Linked DNA regions of Mus musculus: all the other regions are linked to region 2. The links are chromatin contacts, called in public promoter capture Hi-C maps. All regions are on one chromosome and are shown on one strand. Each heading gives the region's core, a stretch centred on a gene start, on an enhancer-like site or on the middle of the called end of the contact. The rest is flanking DNA. Distances are from core to core; before and after follow the strand shown.

Region 1 (3,138 bases), core at 219-2,718, 3.0 Mb before region 2:
CTCTCCCTCTCCCTCTCTCTCTCTCTCCAGGGTTTCTTTCCCTTTGTATCCCTAGAATTTGTTCCAGGTTGTTCTAGAATTAGTTCTGGGGACCAGACTGGCCTCAACCTGAGTGAGTGATCTGCTACCACTGTTTCATAGTGCTGGAGTTAAAGGCATGTACCATCATATGCTGCTAAACTAGCCTATCACTTCCAACCCAGTCTCTCCTGCAAGGAGGACTGACCAGTCAGAACTCTCCGATTCTAATTTCTGCCCCGAGGAATGGCAGCCTTTTTCCTTCTCCAAGCTTGTGATTCCTGGGACAATTGCAGTTTCAGCCATCCTAGGAAGCCATCCTCAGCCCTCAGGTGCTGGCCACAGGGAAATCCCTGGTCACCCACAGCCCTTCTTCCTCTCTATGGACAGAACTCTGAGTCCTAAAAAGGTAAGAAGATGCATCCTCCATGTGTTCACAGAGAGGCAAAGGCAAAAAGCCTGGGGAATGTTCAACAAGGATGAACTCAGTGGCTTATCTTTTATGGGACGATCTTGAGTTTAGAACAGGCTAGAGCACAGGAAGGAAGAGCTGAGGAGGGTCTCCACATCTCCCCCATTGCAGACATTTCCTAGTTATAATGTCCAGCGTACAACCTTCCATGCGACTACCATGATTTCACAGGAAGCCAGTAAAGTCATTCACACTTTGGCCAAGCCTTGACTCTTCCACAGGCTGGCACTACAAGGTTCCTTTCTGCAGTCCTGGCTGTTCTAGAATTCTCTCTATAGATCAAGTTGGCCTCAAGGTCAAGCGATCCCTCTACCTATGCTAAACCATGTCTGCCTTCATTTCTCGTTCTTGATGCTGGACAGAGACCCCATCACTCCTCCATCATGTATTGTCGCTGAGGCCATTTCAGGTTTAACTAGAATTTGATTTCCTTGATCAAGAATTCTAGGAAAATTACTCAACTCCACTTCTAGGAACCCAAGGTCAGGATATCCTTGCTAACTTATCTCAACCTGTTTGTGCTGGAACCCCCTCTGGCTAACTGCTTATCTTAGCTTCTACTAGAGACTGCTTGTTTCTGTGAGGATTCTACTTTGGTTGCCAGATGTAAAAATCTGGAGCTAGGGCACTCAGTGCCCTCGGCAGCTCAGCTCACTCTCCAGTGTACGTATTGAAGAGAGACTGTGGGGTAGAGTTATCGTCCTATGAACCTCTGTACGCTAATCCTGATTTTTGCTGGAAATAGACCAACTCAACAATTTTGAACCAAATTTAAAGCAGGCATTTATTAAATATTAAATACTGACCAAGAGACAGACCTGGGTCAGTAAAATTCCCCCGGAATTTGCCAGCGCGAACGGCCTCAGTCACGTGTTACAGCGGTTTCTTTTTAGATATTCAACTAGACCACCGTACTTTCCCATGAGCCTTTGTTATTTCCAAAGAACTACAATTCCCAGCATTCCAGGAACTTACGTAGTTCCGGGGCAGAGGAGGCTTCCAGGTTAATTTTGAGAATTACAGATGCAAGCTCTCCACCTTGATTTCAGGAGGAAGAAGGGGAAGTTAGTAGTGGGTGGTCTGAGGGACGCTCAGGCAAGGTCCTAAGTCTCGACATGGTGAGTACAGGGTCACTGCCCATATCGGGGAGGAGCAGGCGGATGAACCTGGGGAGCTGGTGTGGTGGGTTCTCCTCGGGACTGGGTGGTAAGCGGAGGCCAGATGTGGCCACCTGTGGGGTCTGTTTTAGTTCTAGTCATTCCCTGGACCCGGTAGTGGGCTCTGAATAACGTCACTATCCGGACTGCTTCTGCGCCAAGCATTTGGAGTAAGGACTTGTGTGCAGGATCATCCTTGGCAAGATGCCAAACTCGAAGAGACCTGGTTTCTCACAGTATCTTCTACAACTTTTTTCCTTTAGCATTTAACGTTTAGTTGTAAGGTCCATTTGGAGTTCATTTTGTGGCGGTTGTAAAAGGTGTCTCACGTGTTGGGTAACACTACAATGTTAATCTGTGATGTAGAAGAATAGGATTTATGATGTAAAGGAATTGCAGTGCTTAGGAGAGGGTAAGTCACACCACATAGAATTTAGATAAGTGAGGATGCCATCTAAAACACCCTACAGATGGGTACTATGCTAACCATGTCTGTTAGATAGGATGCTAGGATACACATTTTTGTTCACTAGGATTGTCCAGAAATATGGCTGAAGAGCAGAACAAAGGAGACAAACCAGATTTACAACCAGCTGCTAGGCCATTCCCATTGATAAGTTATTTGTTCTCTGCTGCTCAAATGAGCCAGTTCAAGCCAGCTTGGATTATATTAAATGTCAGTTTATTGGGAAGCCGCTCTTGTTCACTGGCCCCAAGGACCGAGGTCAAGGAAGTTACCATGGTGAGAGAGGGAGGCAGAGAAAGAGAAAGCAGGCAGGGGACAGAGAGAATAGGAGAAAAAGAGAAAGTGAGAAGAGAGCAAGAGAGAGAGAGAGAGAGAGAGAGAGAGAGAGAGAGAGAGAGAGAGAGAGAGAGAGAGAGAGAGATTGCAACATGAGCAAGACTACACTGTTGTCAATTTCTTGCAAAGGAACAACTCTGTAGTGTTGAGGGCTGTTTTTTTTTTTTTTTTTCAAGTAAGGCTTTCCATGTGATGGGGGGGGGTGGGGAGAGAGAGAGAGAGAGAGAGAGAGAGAGAGAGAGAGAGAGAAAGATTTTGAATTAGTCAGTGTGGAGAGGAGTTTTGAGTCAGAACAGCTGAGTTGACCAGCCAGCAAGAGTTCAGGAAAATCTAGGAAAGGCGAGCTTATTCAGCAGTAAATCTCTGAAGCTGGGATTGTCCAGAGACTAGAAACCTTCAGGACTAGGCTAGGTAAATAGGCTGAGTCAGTAAGCCTCAGAGAAGACAGTTACCTCAGGTGAATAAAATCATTTATACAGAGCTCCTTCTCTAAAGCAAGGATATATGCTTGGGAAAGCTGGTAATGGTCTGCAGCCAGGACCTGTGGGGAGAGGTTGTGTCAGATCCTGAGAACCCAACTCTTGCCACCACGTGGGGCTGTGGTTGTTAGTCCCAAGTCCACTGTTGGCTTGTTCAGTAATGTTCCTGATGTATCCTGTGTTCCCTATGACCAGCATGAATTTGATAGA
Region 2 (3,204 bases), core at 623-3,122:
AACAGCTTGGCCAGGGAAGAGTTAATGGGCAATCAGTTTTGGATGATAGTTCAGACTCCAAAGTTCAGTCTCAGCCACCGAAGGAATTGTAAATCTCAGGGCAGTATTTAACAAAACAAAAGCAACCTGGAATTACATGAAGGTTTGGCTTTCCACAGAGCATATTTACTCTAATCCCCAAGGTATGCGGCTCCATGTCAGATCAGCTGGCTAGCCTGGTCCTCCCACCCCCCCTCCTTAGCAACAGTTTAAATTTCAAACTAATTCCCTAGTTTGTTCTTCGTCTTCGCGGGCCGGCTGGAGACAGACCGGCCTGCCGGCCTCAAATCCCTCTCCATTGCTCTTGCCACTGAGTGAGTCAGCCGGGTCTGCAGTTGCAAGTTGGGTGACAGCTGGCTCTCCCTCCAGTACTCTGCAACACCACGTCTCCAAAACCTGGAGCATGGGGAGCTGGTGTCACCCACATAATAAGAGGCAGTGGTCAGAGGGGCACAGTGCCACCTTCCAATCCAGCTGAGAAGGATCCCCTCCGATGAAGAGGGCGGGGGTGGGAATCAAGGTTGAAGGTGAGGACAAGGGCTCTCTTTATCAGCGGCTGGCTACCCCCTCACCCCTCTTTCAGAATTTTAAACACCTGGGCCTCCCAGTCTTTCAGCCGGACTAGACCATCCACGTCAACTCTCTCCTTTACAAATCTGAACCGAGCACCCTATCTCACGTCCCTGCCTAGCTGCAACCTCTCAGCTTGTTTGGGACTAGGCAGCGAGTTGCCAAGCAAAATACCAAGCGCAAGCTAGCAGGGGGTTTGGCTTCCAGCTCTACCTAGGGGCGCGCGCACACCCTGCGCTTGGCAGGGTGCGGGCAAAGAGAGAGAGAGGGCACTACACCTTAGAGAAAGAGTCATGCGGCAAAATGGGTGGGTATTCTAGGTATGGTAGTTGGTAGGGGTAAATAGCCAGCGAGATACCAATCCCAGGGGAGCCAAGCAACTCAGGGCCTGCCAAAACACAGTCCGGTGCCCGGGAAATCTATGAAGGATGAAACCGACTTGCTTCGCAGTCCCAGGTGATGCAAGGAGTGGGTGGCTTGAGACTTTCAGATCGTTGGCGCTGGTTTCCGCACCCGCAGCAGGTGGGAACACCCCCCACGACTGCCTCCCCCTCCCTGCGTGCCAGAGTCCCTTTACCCTCAGCGCCCACTCCAGGTGTCGCAGTGCCACCCCGCCCCCACGCCGTGTACCTTTCTGGCGCCACGCTCTGCGAACTCCCGAGCGAGGTGGCGTCCGATGCCTCTCCCACCGCCGGTGATGAGGACTGACTCCCGCGACAAGTCCCGAAGCTTGGGGGGCAACACCATTCCCACGGCTGCTTTGGTTACCAAATAGATCATTTGCAGAGGGAACACTACCAGCGCGCCCAGCCATTTCCACACCATCCTCCGCGCGGAGGAGCGGGGTACAGGGGGAGGTGGTAGGAGGCGGTGGACAAAACTCCCCGGACAGGAATTAAAAAAAGATAGAAAGAAAACTCCCCCAAACAATAATAAACTAAATAAGGAAAAGGAGGCGTCCCACCTGGTCACTCTTGAACTGATCTCCTTTCAGATGTAAAGGACAGGGCGAGGAAAAATGGGAGGAAAAAGAAAAAAAAAAGAAAAAGAAAAAAAAGATAAACTCTGCTCTGGCGGAGAGGTAAAAAGCGTCTCAGAAGATTGGGACGGTGAGAGGGGCTGTGGAGAGTCCAAGGGGTGGGAAGTTTTAACAAGAAGTTTCTTGCCCCAACAGCCGTTTCGGCTGGGAAATTCACAGGTAATGTTTACAGACCGACAGAAGAGTTTAGGCAAGGCCAGGGACGAAAAAAAAAAAAAAAAAAAGCACCAACCACAGCGCGCACACAGCTACAGTCCGCGGTTTCAAAGTGCAAGATTAACAAAACAAACAAACAAAAAAGCTGTTTCCCAATTGTAGCGCCCCCCTCCAACTTTCTCCAGAAAAAGAAAGGGGGGAAAAAACCACACACAAAAACACCACACACAAAACCTGGGGAGTGATTGCAGCTCCCAATTTCAGTCCGCGAAAGTCTCCCGACTCATTGCTATTCTTGGGCTCAGGAAATTGCTTAAACGCGATCTGATTGCCAGCACCGTGCAGGAGAAGTGGGGGGTCCGGGTGTCAGTTTCTTCTCGTGCACAGCTCGCCCTCGCGCGCGCCCGCTCTCTCCGGTTCCCTCCTCCCTCTCTTGCAGCCCGGGCTGGGAGTTGCCGCTCGGTGTGGCTCCCTCTCTTCCCCCCTCCCCTTTAGTATTTATTGCCTTCTTTTTTGTTCTTTCCAACTTGGTCGGGCCCGTACTGTGGAGCACTCGTGGATAGGACGCCCTAGTCTGCACCGCCCTATTACTTCGTCCGCGGGGCAGCTGCGGCGTGGACCGAAAGGGCGCCCCCTCCTTTTTTTTTTTTTTTTTTTTTTTAATACCCCATTAAGTCTGATTGACAGTTAAAGTTGTTGGGAGGCTTCACTATCGTGCCTCTGAGTGGCTGCGGCGACTTCCCCTCCCCCTGCGCCGTGGCGGGGCACGCGCCTAGGCGCGCACCCGGTCTCGCTGCGTCTCGCACTCCCCTGGGACTCGCTTCTCATTTCTGCAAGCTGGAACTTGCTGCCCTAGTCCCCGAGGGCTCGCAGCCGGAACTCGAACACGCTGCAACCAACTCTGGCAAGCCAGCTTGCTGTATCAGACCTGGCTCCCAGCCTGGGCCAGGTGACCACCCCTGAGCGGCCGGGCAAACCGAGGGGAAACTCGCGCATGCCTTGATGCTATTGGGTCGCCAAGGGTTCATTTCAGGTCACTTGGTCATTCTTCTGCCTCCAGGTAGGACCAGGAGGTTATGTTTCATCATTGCCTGATTCCCATTTTCCTTCAAAGAGTGTACATCCGAAGTTGTATTAACGTGAAGTCTCTCACGTTGAGGTAGAGGGACCCCTTGGGAGGCAGGATTTTGCTTTGGGAGAAAGGGGAGCAGGGCAAAGGACCTCTAACCCCAGGTGCCAATAAAATCCCCATAAGATTAGCTGGGAGCTTATTTATTGCTTATCTGGGCTAGAATTACCTTGACTGACAGCAATTTCCTTAATAACAGAAGCCTGTAAACAACACGTCTTCAAAGCTATGCCACTGTTCAGTTCATCCAGTGTCCCCTCTCTGGGTGCCC
Region 3 (3,262 bases), core at 593-3,092, 3.0 Mb before region 2:
AGCGTTGGGATCTTACAATCTAGCTCCTGTTTGCAACCAACCAGTGGCAATAGTCTTCTCGGGTTTGTGGCGCATCAGGGGTATCATAGGAAGGTAACCCACCTCTGGCTCTAAAATCTATGTTGAAAGAAAGCAAAAAATCATCTCTGTCCTCTGTCTCCACTGCGGGGGGGGGGGGGGGCTCCTCCTGATTTTAAGCTCTTTAACTGTTGCTTTGATGTTTCCAGGGAGAGAGAGAGAGAACCCCCACAGAGCCTACAGAAGTCAAGCCAGCTGCTGTTGGCTTTAAACTTAATTCTATTAGATCATGCAACTGAGCAGCCACGCTCCCCACTGTTATGTCCTTTATACAGAGGAGGCTAAATACAAAGCTCTTCCAAGTCTCTCTAGTTTCCCGGACAAAAGTTATCCTCATAGCTCTCGTGATGGGTACATCTTCCGGGCCCCTCCACTGTGGACAAGTAGCTTTTACACAAAGCCACTCTATCATTCCAAGTTCCCTAAGCCTTTCAATCCCATCCTCAATAGAATACCACTCCAGGGTGTCAGGCGACTGCAGCTCTCTTGTAGTAGGCCATCTCTGGACCCATGCTTCAGCCAACCAATCAAACAAACTCTTCACACCATTATCTTCAACAGTGCGGGCTATGACATTAAACTCACTATCAAGGCTCAAAGGACCTAAACTGAGAAATTCAATCTGATCCAGTATTGTGAGCCTCCCACCATTATCCCACACCCTTAAAATCCATTTCCTAGCATGTTCCTTTGCCTTTTGGCGATTTGAGTGAGCAAGTGAATTGAGTTCATGATTAGTATGGCGGTGTTTCTGACTTGTAAGGTCAGACAGAGACTTGGGTCTGGTGACAGGTTCAGAAGTAACTAAGGATGTTGAAGACTGGATCTGAGGGGCATCTGCTTTGTCCTGCTGGGTGCGTTCTTTAGACAAGGCATAACCACTTTCCTCAGACAAGGATGGAGAGGCCAAGACAGTGGGCAACTCAGCTTCCTCAGACCCTTCAGAATCTATGTCCTCCCACACATCTCCATCCCAGGTTACCGGATCCCATTCTTTACCAATCAGTGCCCTCACCTTATCTGCAGACACTTTCCGGGCAGGCTGACACATGACCTGGGATTGCACATCAGCTAACCTCACAATGAGGGCTTCAGTCTGTTTTTCCCCAACTTCAATCCTGTGGCGGTAGGAAAGAAGAGTCTCCCCCAGGACACACTTAGAAGCCTTTAGATCATTTATGTGCATTCGGAGCTGGGAAATTTCATCTCTGAATTGGTCCCTTTCCTTTGTTACTTTATCCAGAAATGCCAGAAGCAGCTCGCCAACTGCGTCATAGTCCCTAATCTTGCAGAAATGTTCAAAAGTATGGTACACAGAGTCATTAAGTTCCTTACCGCTCGAAAAGGATGAATCGGGGAGATCGGCCACATTTATCTTCTGCAGCAGCTCACGCCATGGGTTAACAGTGTCATTATCCGGAGAGTCATTATCCGGAGAGTCCTCGGCAAGTTCAGGTTTGAAGAGCCAGCTCGAGAAACCAGCAAGCGCACGTGGGAAATTCATCTTCAGACTTTTGTTTCCCTAGAACTCGGCTACTGCGTCCTACAAGCCTCGGATCCAAATTCCAGTTCGTCCCTGGCAAAAGCACTCTGGGGAGTTGCTAGTGTGGGGTCCGCGTGAAAAGGTCAAAGTTGCCGGAGTCTCTAGCCCCACCTATCCACTGCCATTAGAGACTTTACATCCGGAAATTGCGTAACCGAGTACTACTGACCAACCAGAGCCTGTCCTCAATTTGAATTGGTAGAATTAGCATTAACAGTTAACCAATCAGCAATGAGGTCCCATTAGCCCCTCCTTTCCATATTGAAACTGCCGCTTCCGGATGCGAAGAAACAAATATAAGGCGTCCTGGCACTGTCAATTGGCCGAGCAGGACAGCGGCGGAGGCCCCGCCCCAGCCTTAGCCAATTAGGACAACCACTGGAGGTTCCGCCCCTGCTGGAGGCGGATTCCCCGGCTGCTGGGAATCTGGGCTTTCGGGCGGAGAGCGTTGGCGTCCTTTTATCCATGGCAGCCGCTGATCTCGGGACCACAGAGGCGTGCCTTCGTCCCGCTAGACCGGTAGAGAAGGGGCAAGCGCCTAGGCCCCGGTGTGCACCCTGCCTGAGTGCGCGTGAGTGAGATGCTGGGGTCTTCTCTGCTCGCCCCCTGCAGCCTGCTCCGAAACCCAAGTCTCCAGGGGCCTGTAGGGTGGCAGGGCTGGGAAGGATAGGGGGGTCTGATTCGGCTGGAGGAGTCTGGGCTGGGGTTGTAAGAGAAGTGGGAAGTGCTTCTTTATATTGCAGACATCTCTTCCAGAAGCAAAAGAAAGTGTCTGGAGAGACGGCTCAGTGCTCTTAACCACTGAGTTCAATTCCCAGCAACCACATGGTGGCTCACAACCATCAGTAATGGAATCCTACGCCTTCTTCTGGTGTGTCCGAACAAATAAATAAATCTTTGAGAAAGAGAGAGAGAGAGAGAGAGAGAGAGAGAGAGAGCCCCTGAGTATAATTTTTGAGGACCAAAGCTGGCCGGAGAAGGGGTGGGGGTGGGGTTTGTGTCCCAGTCAGGGCCATGCTTTCCTCCGTGCAGACCCTTCATAGGGAGTCATGTGTCAACAAAGGTTTATTTGCCCCAGAGCACAGCCAACAGAACAGAGAAACGATTCCACCCAAGTGTGGCTGGGTGAACCAAGGAGTGTACGTATTGGGGTCATGACCCAAAGGCAGCTACATCACTGACAGTCCCACCGAGCACGGGTTCTGATCCACCCCCGCGCAGCTTTCAGGCAGCTCCATCTGAGAATGCTCTCCCCTGGACATAGTTTAAATCAACCTTGTGGAGGGAGCTCTAGGAATTTGCAGCCTTCTGAAGAGATTCTCTCCTCCCACCATCAGGGAGAAGTTTGAAAGTCAGGGGAAGTAGCCACTGCACAACAAGCAGGAACCTACATTTTGGTTCAAACCCTGCTTTTGACATTTAGTAGCTGTGTGACCTTGGGATATACATGCAAATTAAAGAAAGGAAGAAAGAAAGAAAGAAAAGCAAAGAAATGAATTGACCAGGAGAAGACTTGTGGCAGAGAAAAAGGCTTAATGCTTCCAGTTCTGGGTTCAGTGCCAGCTCCAGATAGTATGAGACCCCGACTTAGAGCGTTTCTCCCTGGAAGGTAAAGCCCCTAGACGTTCCCCAAGCTTGTTT

Evidence for each region. Promoter capture Hi-C pulls out the DNA fragments that hold promoters and counts their contacts.
Region 1: a promoter capture Hi-C map of hippocampal neurons shows a contact between it and region 2, with 6 times the contacts expected there. The contact joins the promoter of Zfp933 here to the promoter of Dhrs3 in region 2. A contact is called at or near these places in 1 of 39 promoter capture datasets (hippocampal neurons) and 1 of 115 datasets of contacts at active chromatin or transcription factors (astrocytes).
Region 3: a contact with region 2 is called in a promoter capture Hi-C map of macrophages, with 5 read pairs. The contact joins the promoter of Miip here to the promoter of Dhrs3 in region 2. A contact is called at or near these places in 5 of 39 promoter capture datasets (hippocampal neurons, liver, macrophages and 2 more) and 1 of 115 datasets of contacts at active chromatin or transcription factors (astrocytes).

What each region holds. Positions count from the first base shown.
Region 1 is chr4:147,846,748-147,849,885 of GRCm38.p6, reverse strand. Zfp933 (zinc finger protein 933) reads left to right here and starts at 1,468. Exons shown (of 4, transcript NM_198619.3): 1 at 1,468-1,608. The coding sequence starts at 1,606.
Region 2 is chr4:144,891,745-144,894,948 of GRCm38.p6, reverse strand. Dhrs3 (dehydrogenase/reductase (SDR family) member 3) reads right to left here and starts at 1,872. Exons shown (of 6, transcript NM_011303.7): 1 at 1,240-1,872. The coding sequence starts at 1,434. It also overlaps a transcript of Vps13d not described here.
Region 3 is chr4:147,867,299-147,870,560 of GRCm38.p6, reverse strand. It overlaps Miip (migration and invasion inhibitory protein), which reads left to right and starts at 1,842. Exons shown (of 10, transcript NM_001025365.2): 1 at 1,842-2,192. It overlaps Fv1 (Friend virus susceptibility 1), which reads right to left and starts at 1,582. Exons shown (of 1, transcript NM_010244.3): 1 at 203-1,582. The coding sequence starts at 1,582. The coding sequence ends at 203.